3 separate regions of the Zea mays genome follow, and regions 1 and 2 are each linked to region 3. The links are chromatin contacts, called in public Hi-C maps. All regions are on one chromosome and are shown on one strand. The core of a region is the stretch at or near the end of the contact, and the rest is flanking DNA. Distances in the headings are between cores, read along the strand shown.

Evidence for each region. A called contact is a pair of places that touch in the nucleus more often than the background predicts.
Region 1: a Hi-C map of tassel shows a contact between it and region 3, with 2.9 times the contacts expected there. The contact joins the promoter of LOC100192940 here to the promoter of LOC100273183 in region 3. A contact is called at or near these places in 3 of 25 Hi-C or Micro-C datasets (ear, leaf and tassel).
Region 2: a contact with region 3 is called in a Hi-C map of tassel, with 2.5 times the contacts expected there. The contact joins the enhancer-like site here to the promoter of LOC100273183 in region 3. A contact is called at or near these places in 5 of 25 Hi-C or Micro-C datasets (bundle sheath, ear, endosperm and 2 more).

Annotation. Positions count from the first base shown.
Region 1 is chr3:65,639,118-65,642,182 of Zm-B73-REFERENCE-NAM-5.0, forward strand. It overlaps LOC100192940, which reads right to left and starts at 1,283. Exons shown (of 2, transcript NM_001138121.1): 1 at 1,189-1,283; 2 at 1-1,033. The coding sequence starts at 1,209.
Region 2 is chr3:65,296,177-65,299,164 of Zm-B73-REFERENCE-NAM-5.0, forward strand. No RefSeq gene overlaps it. Among protein-coding and RNA genes, the nearest start is that of LOC100216952, 59 kb to the left of the region's middle. Within about 2 kb of position 1,350, at least 16 of the 20 cell types and tissues checked have an H3K27ac peak or open chromatin away from gene starts, as enhancers often do. A contact at or near this core is called in bundle sheath, ear, endosperm and 2 more, where this site is marked.
Region 3 is chr3:65,435,836-65,439,067 of Zm-B73-REFERENCE-NAM-5.0, forward strand. It overlaps LOC100273183, which reads left to right and starts at 1,631. Exons shown (of 3, transcript NM_001147628.1): 1 at 1,631-1,677; 2 at 1,780-1,878. The coding sequence starts at 1,654.

The DNA of each region.
Region 1 (3,065 bases), core at 33-2,532, 200 kb after region 3:
CTGAGACAACAGCTGCTGCTGCAAGGTGCAAGAAACATTCGGAATAAATGGTGACTGAACCTTTGCTGATGCTTGGTATCGACACCGCCAGGAACCCTGCGAATGTTACTTTTGTCAGTTCAAGCGACGCTGGTTTATTATCACCGTCCGCCGCCGCACCACTCCTGCGGCTGCTGCTAACACCTGACGATTCTTCATCGCCGTTCGCGCTAGCAACCTGGTGGTTGTTGTTGCCATCATCCTTGCCGATAGCGACGTAGAAGACATACGCCATGAGGATCAGGAACGGAGCTGCTAGCAGAAGCAATGCTCGTAGTCCCATGAGTGGATACATGATGAAGAACATAGCCAGGGAGACGGCAAAACCCGTGAGGATATCAATGGTCTCTGTCAGATACCTCACGAGTCTGCGTGGAGGCATCGTCTCCACGAGCATTAAGCTCGCAGCAAAAACACAGACAACGAAGCTTGTGCCGATCGGCGTGGTAAGACGACCGCTGGAGCTGTTAATCTGACCCTCCAGAGCGAGGCCTTCCAGTCCCAGAAACAGAAGCGCAGTTATACCAACCAAGAAATCAAGCGAGCTCTCCAGTCTATCGCAGTACTCCATTTCAGCATCTCCTTGTCCCGCACGGGTTGTGAAGTGCATGACGGTACGAATCGCGGAGCAGAGTCCGACGAGGGCGCCGACCGCAGGGAACGCCCAGCTGTCTAGGATGAGATGTACGATCCAACAGGCAAGTGCCACTAAACATGTGCTGGATAAGGGTGCCAGCAACATGGTAGCAGCGTGTGGGGAACCTGAGGAGCTCCCATTATTATTGAAGAATCTCTTGGAGAGACAGCAGACGAGGTAGGGGCAAATACCGGCGACTAGAGTAACCGCTGCTACCACGAGCATGGTGGTCGGGACGGCACCACCATGCTCTTCGCTCTTCAGGTCAACCTTCTTCAGCGCTATCGCAAGAAGCACCGGGCAGACCATCACCACCACTCCTTCCGCGAAAGCACGGTAACGGTTCATCCATGCATCCTACAGAGCATGGAAAATATTACTACTATATAGGAATGGATCAAGTTGGATTTGTGTTCAAATCGTTAGAAGAAGATTGCAGAGTAAACTGAATGGAAGTTGGAATGAAACATCAAGTCAAGCAAATTTAAGATTTTACGAACTACGGTGCATACCATGGGATCTCTGGCAGCCATCAAAGCTTAACTTGGCGAGGTCGTGGTACCTCCGCAACTGACGACCACACGCAGACAGAGAACGGAGAAGCTGCGGGGCCTGGAATGGAGCTGCGTCTCTTCTGCTCGAATGTTGGCTGTTTAAACTATAGCCTTGCAGAAACTTGTAAGCAGCTTCGCCGCTTCAGCATACGGTGGTCGACGAATTTAATTTACACTTAACGCGTAAGCAAATAACACGGATCACACAGAAAAAGCGGCAGCAAAGACTTGTTTTTAGTGAAGTCAACGTCCACGGTCGTGGAAGCAATAATTGGGAAACCGAGTATGATTGGTCTCTTAGGCCATCTGGGTAGTCTACCCAAAGTTTAACAAAAAAACACTGTTTTACAATATAGATTATACTGTTCGTATAGTAGAATTTGAATATGTATATTGGGATGATTATACTGCTGGAGATAGCCTTAGAATTAATCTTCACCAGTTGGCCCAACGTCCAACTGAGTTCTACCTCATGCTATGACCGGGAGGCCATTTTGCACTCGGCAAAAACTTTGCCAATTGTTACACTTGACAAATATTTTATCGTTAAAGGATTCTTTATCGAGTACTTTTTAGACATTCTGCAAAAACTTTGTCGTATATAAAAAAAAATTCGGCAAAGAAAAAACACTATTTGCCGAGTGTTGCCGAGTGTTAAAAAACACTAGGCAAAGAAACTCTTTGTTGAGTGTCAAAAATAAAACACTCGACAAAGAGTATTTTTTCTTTGCCGAGTGTTTTATTTTACCAAGGATTTTTTGCCTGTCACTTGGCAAAGAGCTTCTTTGTCGAGTGCCCAAAAGAAAACACTCGGTAAAACATTTAACACTCGGCAAAGAGTCGAATTCCAGTAGTGAATCCAAGAAGAAGCTAGTGGATCCCTGTTGCGCAGCCCTATAAATAGAGAGGTGAGAGGCCGACGAGAAGCACGAGGTTCATAGTAGCTACTGTCTATGTTCTTCACCTCAAACCCTAGACCGATCTACAGGGTGGGTTGCTAGCAACAGGTAGTCCACCACCAATGTCAAACTCGCTTCCACATTCATCAGCGAAGATCTATGCTAGGGCAGCGACGGTTGGGGAAGCGAGTTCGACATTGGCGGTGGACTTCCCGTTGCTAACAACCCACCCTATAGATAGCCAGGGTTTGAGGTGGGGAACTGAGACGGTAGCTACTGCAAACCTCATGCTTCTCGTTGGTCTCCCACATCTCTATTTATACGGTTGGACGCCCCCAATCAAAGCGCGAGGTCAGGGCCCAGTTGGACGTTGGGCCAACTGGTGGAGATCAATTCTAACATTCCCCGACCCCTTGATCTCATCTTATACTTTCAACTTTATACCTTTTAAATTCTTTATGTATTCCACTACAGATTGGTGTATAGAGCATGCTTTGTCATCATGATCAATTGTCGATAGACTTAACAGCTATAATACACGTCTCCATTCTGAAATAGATTCTTTAACTTTGGGCCCTTTATAGTCTACAAAACATAGGCTATACCATAAACACTGTTGGCTGTGTGTTCTCTGGACGCAATGGGTGGTAGGCCTTTAATAAGCGGATCCACAAGAACTTACTTGATACTTATATAATCAATACTTTTAATATGATTCCAGACTTCCTCCTTTACAACGTATAACTTTGTGTCAACGTGTTTGGTAGCCACTTGATCGGTTGTAATAGGAGTGAACTATTTGAATGGTTAATGCAGTTGTCAACCATTGTCATTCTAGGTATAATTTCCCTTAACCATTTTGCCAGTCCCTTAGCCTCATATCATGATAGATCATGTCTTTGCATCGCATTGATGATAACTACTTGTTTGGAGTTT
Region 2 (2,988 bases), core at 100-2,599, 140 kb before region 3:
GGAATACATCGCAATCTATTCGCGACACCCAGCGAAGACAAACAAGAACAAGCAAACGAACATATATATGCATAAGAACATTACACCATACAAGATAAAATATTATCAAAATGAGCAACATATAAAAATAGAGAGCGCTTCTACGGTTATGTCGGGATAAGAAAAGCGACGGTCGAAGCTACAGTCAAGAAATTATAACGTTTACGCTATACAAGGACATTTAATTCGACATTATAAAATATAAATTATAACTGCTACGTAGTTTTAATTAAATCTGCTACACTAACAGTTGTCAAATGAATAACTAATATAATTAGCAAGAGAGATTCTAAGCGAGGCAAGTTTACGATGCGCGAAACAGCATGACAGCGTGCGAACGACACGCGGACACGCGCGACATAGCACGCTGACAACACACGAAAACAGTGCGCGCGACTGGAGCGAACGACGCGCGAACCAGCACGTTACCACGTGCGGAACAGCATGCGCAAGAGGCGAGAAACTAAATAGGTGACACATTTGTACTAAACTAATATTAAATAAATAAAAAGTAGTTAAGTTAATATTAGTCATATTAATGTTTATTATAAAAGCGCAAGTTGAACACTATACATTTAATCTAATTGGAATATTAATCTAATAAATATTAGTCGAGCAAACCTTAAATTAATTATCTAAAATGTGTGGCCTGACGAATTAACGTTATTAACATGAGTGTTTATAAGCGAAAAAAATTTATTATCACGCGCAGACGCCATGCGACACACGCGAACGGAGCGCGACAACGCGTGCGAACAGCAGGCGCGACACTCGCGAACGACACACGACGACGCGCGTGAAACAGCGTGCGGCCGACACACAAAACAACACACGCGATAGCGCGCGAACGCCGTGCGCGAACAGCACGACAACAAGCACATCATGCGAGGATCGCTAACAAATATCGCGCACAAACTAAGCGAGTACTAATTAAGAATATTTGAGTTAGCATTAATTACAATAACATGTATTTATAAAGCGCAAGTAAAAACTATAAATTAGTTTTAATTAGAAAGCCATTTTAGTGACTATCAATTAAATAAACAATTAATTAATTAATTATAACACGTGTCATGGCAAAATAATGCTACTAACACATAATCGACATTATTATAAAGCTAACGCGACTGAAACGTGTAGAAACGGGTCTGCGACCCAAAATATATCGACTATATAATACTTGTGGAATTACGATGATGTGGCACATTTTCATTGGCCCGAAACAAAGCCACGCAACGGACCACAAAGAGCATGGCTGCTGAAAATCGTTCACAACTAGGCCTATGGACCTTGACACATGACGAGATGGTTTTTTCTAAAGCATAGCGCACGTACAGTAATGGGATCGTGGGGCCCATGGCATTTCTCTTTTCCAGTCTATTCGCTCGCCATTTGAACGTGGTCAGTTTTTCTTTCTTCTACAACCTGTACGCGCATAGAGAAGAAGGTCGTTCGTCGGCTGCCGCGGCGTCTCACTGGAAGGGAGTAGGAATGAGCAAGGAAGGGCGGCGCGGCGCAGGGGCTAGCTGGCCGGAATGGTGACAGAGCGACGCGCAAGGGGCGAGCACGGCCCGGGACGATCTTCCTGAGCAGGGCGGGCGAGCGTCTCACAGAGGCTGGCGCCAAGGCGCACAACAGCAGCTCGCTGGCGGCCTGCTGCGGAGCGCGGTGCAGCAGTCAGGGAGGGCACGCATAGAATGGGGGATTGCATGGCGCAGATAGTGGCCATGGGCGTGGGCGAAGCTCGTCGCGCCATGGATTTGCTTGTCGCCATGGCTGCGTGTTAGGGAAGGGGCGGGCTGTGTTCACCGACTGTGCACAGGGATTCAGCCACAAGGGGCTGCGAGCATCGCGCTTTGCCTAGAGAAATTTCGGACCGGGGGAGACAGCTCGGCCAAGGGCCGAGCATGGCAGCGCACGAGGAACGCCCGAGAATGAAAGGGGGAATGGAGAAAATTCGTCACCTGCGCACGAGGAACCGTGCTCCTCCTCTCCTGTTGCTGCAGCGCCTGGGGAACTTCTGATCTGGGTAACTCCTTCATGCGCAGGAATAGAGTGAAGGGAACTGGCGTACTCGTAGGCGAGAAACATGGGCACGACAAGACGAGAAAGATATGGTTTGGGAAGATGAACAGGGCTCGGGCGGCCGCTGCCCGCTGGGGCGGAGCAACGTGGGGGGCATGGACTGGGGCACGCTGGGCCGAGCCGACCTGGCAGCCTGGGCGTGTGGCGCTGGGCCACGACGCAAGAGTGCTGGGGGGAAGGCCAGGTGGGCCGCACGCGCAGGCCGGCTATGGGGAGGAGCTAGGGTGGGTTTTTCCCTTTTCTTTCCTATTTCTTTATCTTTTGTTCTTCTTTTCTATTCTCTCTACCAATTCAAATCGAATTCCTTAATAAATGCATGCTCCACAAGATCACTCATCAAACAAAATACAATATGCTTCGGCATGATGGAACAACCAAACCACCTCTAGTGTTTTAATTTTACTAGGCTTACACATAGATATAAAACAAAATAATTCCTCACTCTTTAGGCAAAAGAAAAGAAAAGCATGGAAAAGAGAGGGTAACACCTGAATTTGGTGGATATTAGAAAAGAAATTTTATACCCCCAAATTCAGGGTGTTACAAATCTAACCCCCTTAACAAGAATCTCGCCCCCGAGATTCAAGAAGAAGCTAGCAAGGAAACAAGGTTGGTTCATAGATTGTTTAAAACTTCTTCGGCTCAACTTTGACTCTAGCAACTTTAACTTGCGAACTGGTTGTTTTGACCTTTAGATACTCGAGACTAATTGATATTATTCTTGAGGATCCCTTGGACTTGTGGGTTAGGACCCACACACGGTTTAGCTGCGCCACTTCAATCTTGTTGGTTGATGTTGATCACATTGTCTTCATTGGGGTTAGCAGCTAACCCCCTTAACAGGAGCATTGATATGCACTTGGT
Region 3 (3,232 bases), core at 381-2,880:
GGAATCACTTAGAGTTGGAGGTTTTATTTTTTCTATAGAATATTTTGAAAATAAACTAACTTCTAAAATTGTAAAGAACAACATAGACACTCACAATACACACAACACTCACCTTTAGGGACAACGTAAATCTCTATGAACACCTTTAAAAAACTAGGACGAATAATTCTCGAGACAAGATTGATGGAGTTGTAATAGTCATCCCACTGTCAATGGAAACGTTGGATAGAATTAAAATGGCAAAGCCATTGAACATTAAAATATTTGATCCCACGAAGTGAGATGTTTGTGCTACCGACGCTCTTACAGTCACTAGATTAGAGACTTTTTCACAAACTAAACTGAACTTGACCAAGTTACTAATATTACATCTTGTAAAAGAAAATATATTTAAAAAATAAAACGTCTCCTAATTTAAAATGGGGAATAGTTTTGAGGTCCCGTCTCGTCTAGAGAGTTAATGGTAAATTCTCCACCAGGTTATAGTATCTCAGACCTATCTACATCATGCTTTCCTTCCCCATACCTATCCCCATACCCATCATGAGTGCAAAACTCATCTCATACCCGTCCCCATTCGGGTTTCGGATCCCTAATGGGTCCCCATCCCCAATTAAGGGATAACTAGGTACTAACAGCTAGCACAAACTATCCAGATTTTAGACATCGCCATATTGGCGAGCACTCATCCATGAACCATGATCCATTCATCCATCTATCAGAAAAGAAATGAGTACTTCGGGACCGGTAGAAGAATGGAGTCTGCTCACCTTCCTTGGTCACTATCTAAGTTCGTTGGCGCCTGAGAATTCATGGTCGTCACCGTCGTCCTAGCAGTCGCGATGCTCCTCGTCGCTGGGGAAGTCGCCAGTGTGCAGTGCTAGCGCAATTGTCCAGGCGTGCGACGGTTGGGCGGCTAGAGGGCATAGCGTATGGCTAGTTATTTTAGAGTTTTGTTTTTTTGCTAGTCTGCTAGTTGACTTGCCGTGTTGCCTTATTGGTTAGGACATGTGCCTGGTGCGCTGTCGTGCTGGGTTTGGTGGCCGCTCGACCTCAACTCATTCATGCAAACATGACAGGTGTACATGTACGAAATACCTATAGTTAATCAGGTTCGGATTATTGCTTCCCAAACCTATACCTGTTTATTTAATGGGTGAAGATTTTGTACCATATTTATATCTATGAGAACAATTTTTGTACTATACCCGTATTCTAATAGGAGAATTCCCACGGGTTAGCGGATATCGGGTTCTATTGATATCTCTAGTCTCGTCGCGTACAAAAAAGAACAAGATATGGCTAGAAGCAAAATCTTTCCTTGGGCGGCCGGCCGCAAAGGCCACGTCATCTCCTCGGCTTATCTTCCACTCGCATACGTGTTGGGACGTCACGGCACAGCCCTCCCTCCCCATTCCGAGTTCTGACCCACGCTCAGAATCCATCCATTTCTATCCCCCACACACAAATACACATCCCCCTTCCCTTCCCCGCAACTACTCTGTGCTCTCTACTACACGCTTCTATCTAAGAGAACAGACCAGACCACGCACGCCGGCAGAGAAAAACCAGAATTCTCCAAGCAATCCTATCGCCAACCCGGCCACGGATCGGGGCTGCCGTCTGTTGCCGCCGGCGCTGGCGCCGACGCCGATGGGCTCCGCCGATCGCAGTAAGGTACATCCGGCTCTCGTCCCCGTTCTCTCTGCTTTGCCGCCAAGCTCTGTGATCTCGGACTGATCGACCTCTCTCCTTTGCTTCTGCGACCCGTCGCTGCAGATCGACGGGATCGTGGTGCCGGAGAAAGGCGCCAGGAGCTGCGTCGAATGCCGCGCCACCACCACGCCCATGTGGCGCAGCGGCCCCACCGGGCCCAGGGTAAGCTCATGATCGCCCTCCCTCCTCTTGTTTTCGAGGCTCCATATACTGTTCGTCCGGATAAGGCACCAGTAGATTGGGGATTCCTGGTGGCTGGATTGGCTGCTGACCTTGATCAACCTATCTACATACACACGCGACTCCGATAGTCCTGCAAATACTAGTTGTTTCTGTCTGTGCTATGTAGGATAGGATATATATATGTCATCATCTACTTATAACCTTCTTATATTACTGAAATTTATGTGCTGTCAATCGCAATCCTGCCCGCTTAGTAGGGATGTATACGACCCCTCTCGTATGTGCTTACCATCTGCTCCTTTTTATGAACACGTTCTAATCAATAGCCAATAGGAACGATATCTGTTAGTCTCAACAACTTGGTGTAAGTATGGATGCGATTTTGTTTGGCTAAAAGCAGGATGCACGACGGTCTACTCATCTTTTGTAGTGAATGTTGAATTGAAATTCAGTCTAGTATAAAACAGTACGATGAAATGAAGACACCAGAGACCAAGTCAAATTAGTGTGCTCTTAGCAGTGCGTTCTAATCAGAGACAGCTAGCTAAGGACGATCGATCCGAACCACATTCCACCAAATCTAACCTGTGCGCCCAAGGTCTTCCAGTTTTTGAATTCCTTACGCAACAGGTCGACAGTACCATCACGGAGAGCTGCCACTCTTGAGACAAGCATGCCTTTTGAGGATCTATCCAGCGAAATTTCCTCTACCCCTTACGGCCAAAATGTTTGCAGTGGACTTGACAATGGAGGAACTGTTTGCAACTGAGATAAATGAAACCATATGCGTGCTCTATTACTTTTCATGGTAATACTAATATTGCTTTGTTTTCATGACATAGCAGTATTTTTTAGACACTGAAATAGGGAATACAAAATGTTCTTCGCAGTCTGTAGTTACAGTACGTTTTGTTTGATTTGGGGACAGGCAAATTGTGAGCTGGGTTTTGGTCTGTTGCTAATGCGGTACGAGACTCGTCCTCGTTGATATTTCTCTCTATGAAATTGGACTGCAACTTGGTTGTTAGGTGAGCTGTTCCTAACAACAGTAGTGCTAACCACCGAGCCAATGGTGTGCCGGGAGAAAGATACTTTATCCACTTTGATTCTCCTAGCCTGATTATTTTTTCATTTCTGCCCTCTACTTTTTCAGTGTGTTTCCGCTGACCAGAATTGCGCACCACCAAGACATGACTTATTACACTTTTTTAGGATAATAAAATAACCAAGAGAATTGTTTTCGCAAAGGAAACTTATGCTAAATTTCACACTCTGCCCTGGAAACAACTCGAACGCGGTCTCTCTCTCTCTCTCTTTTTTAATCTCATTTCAA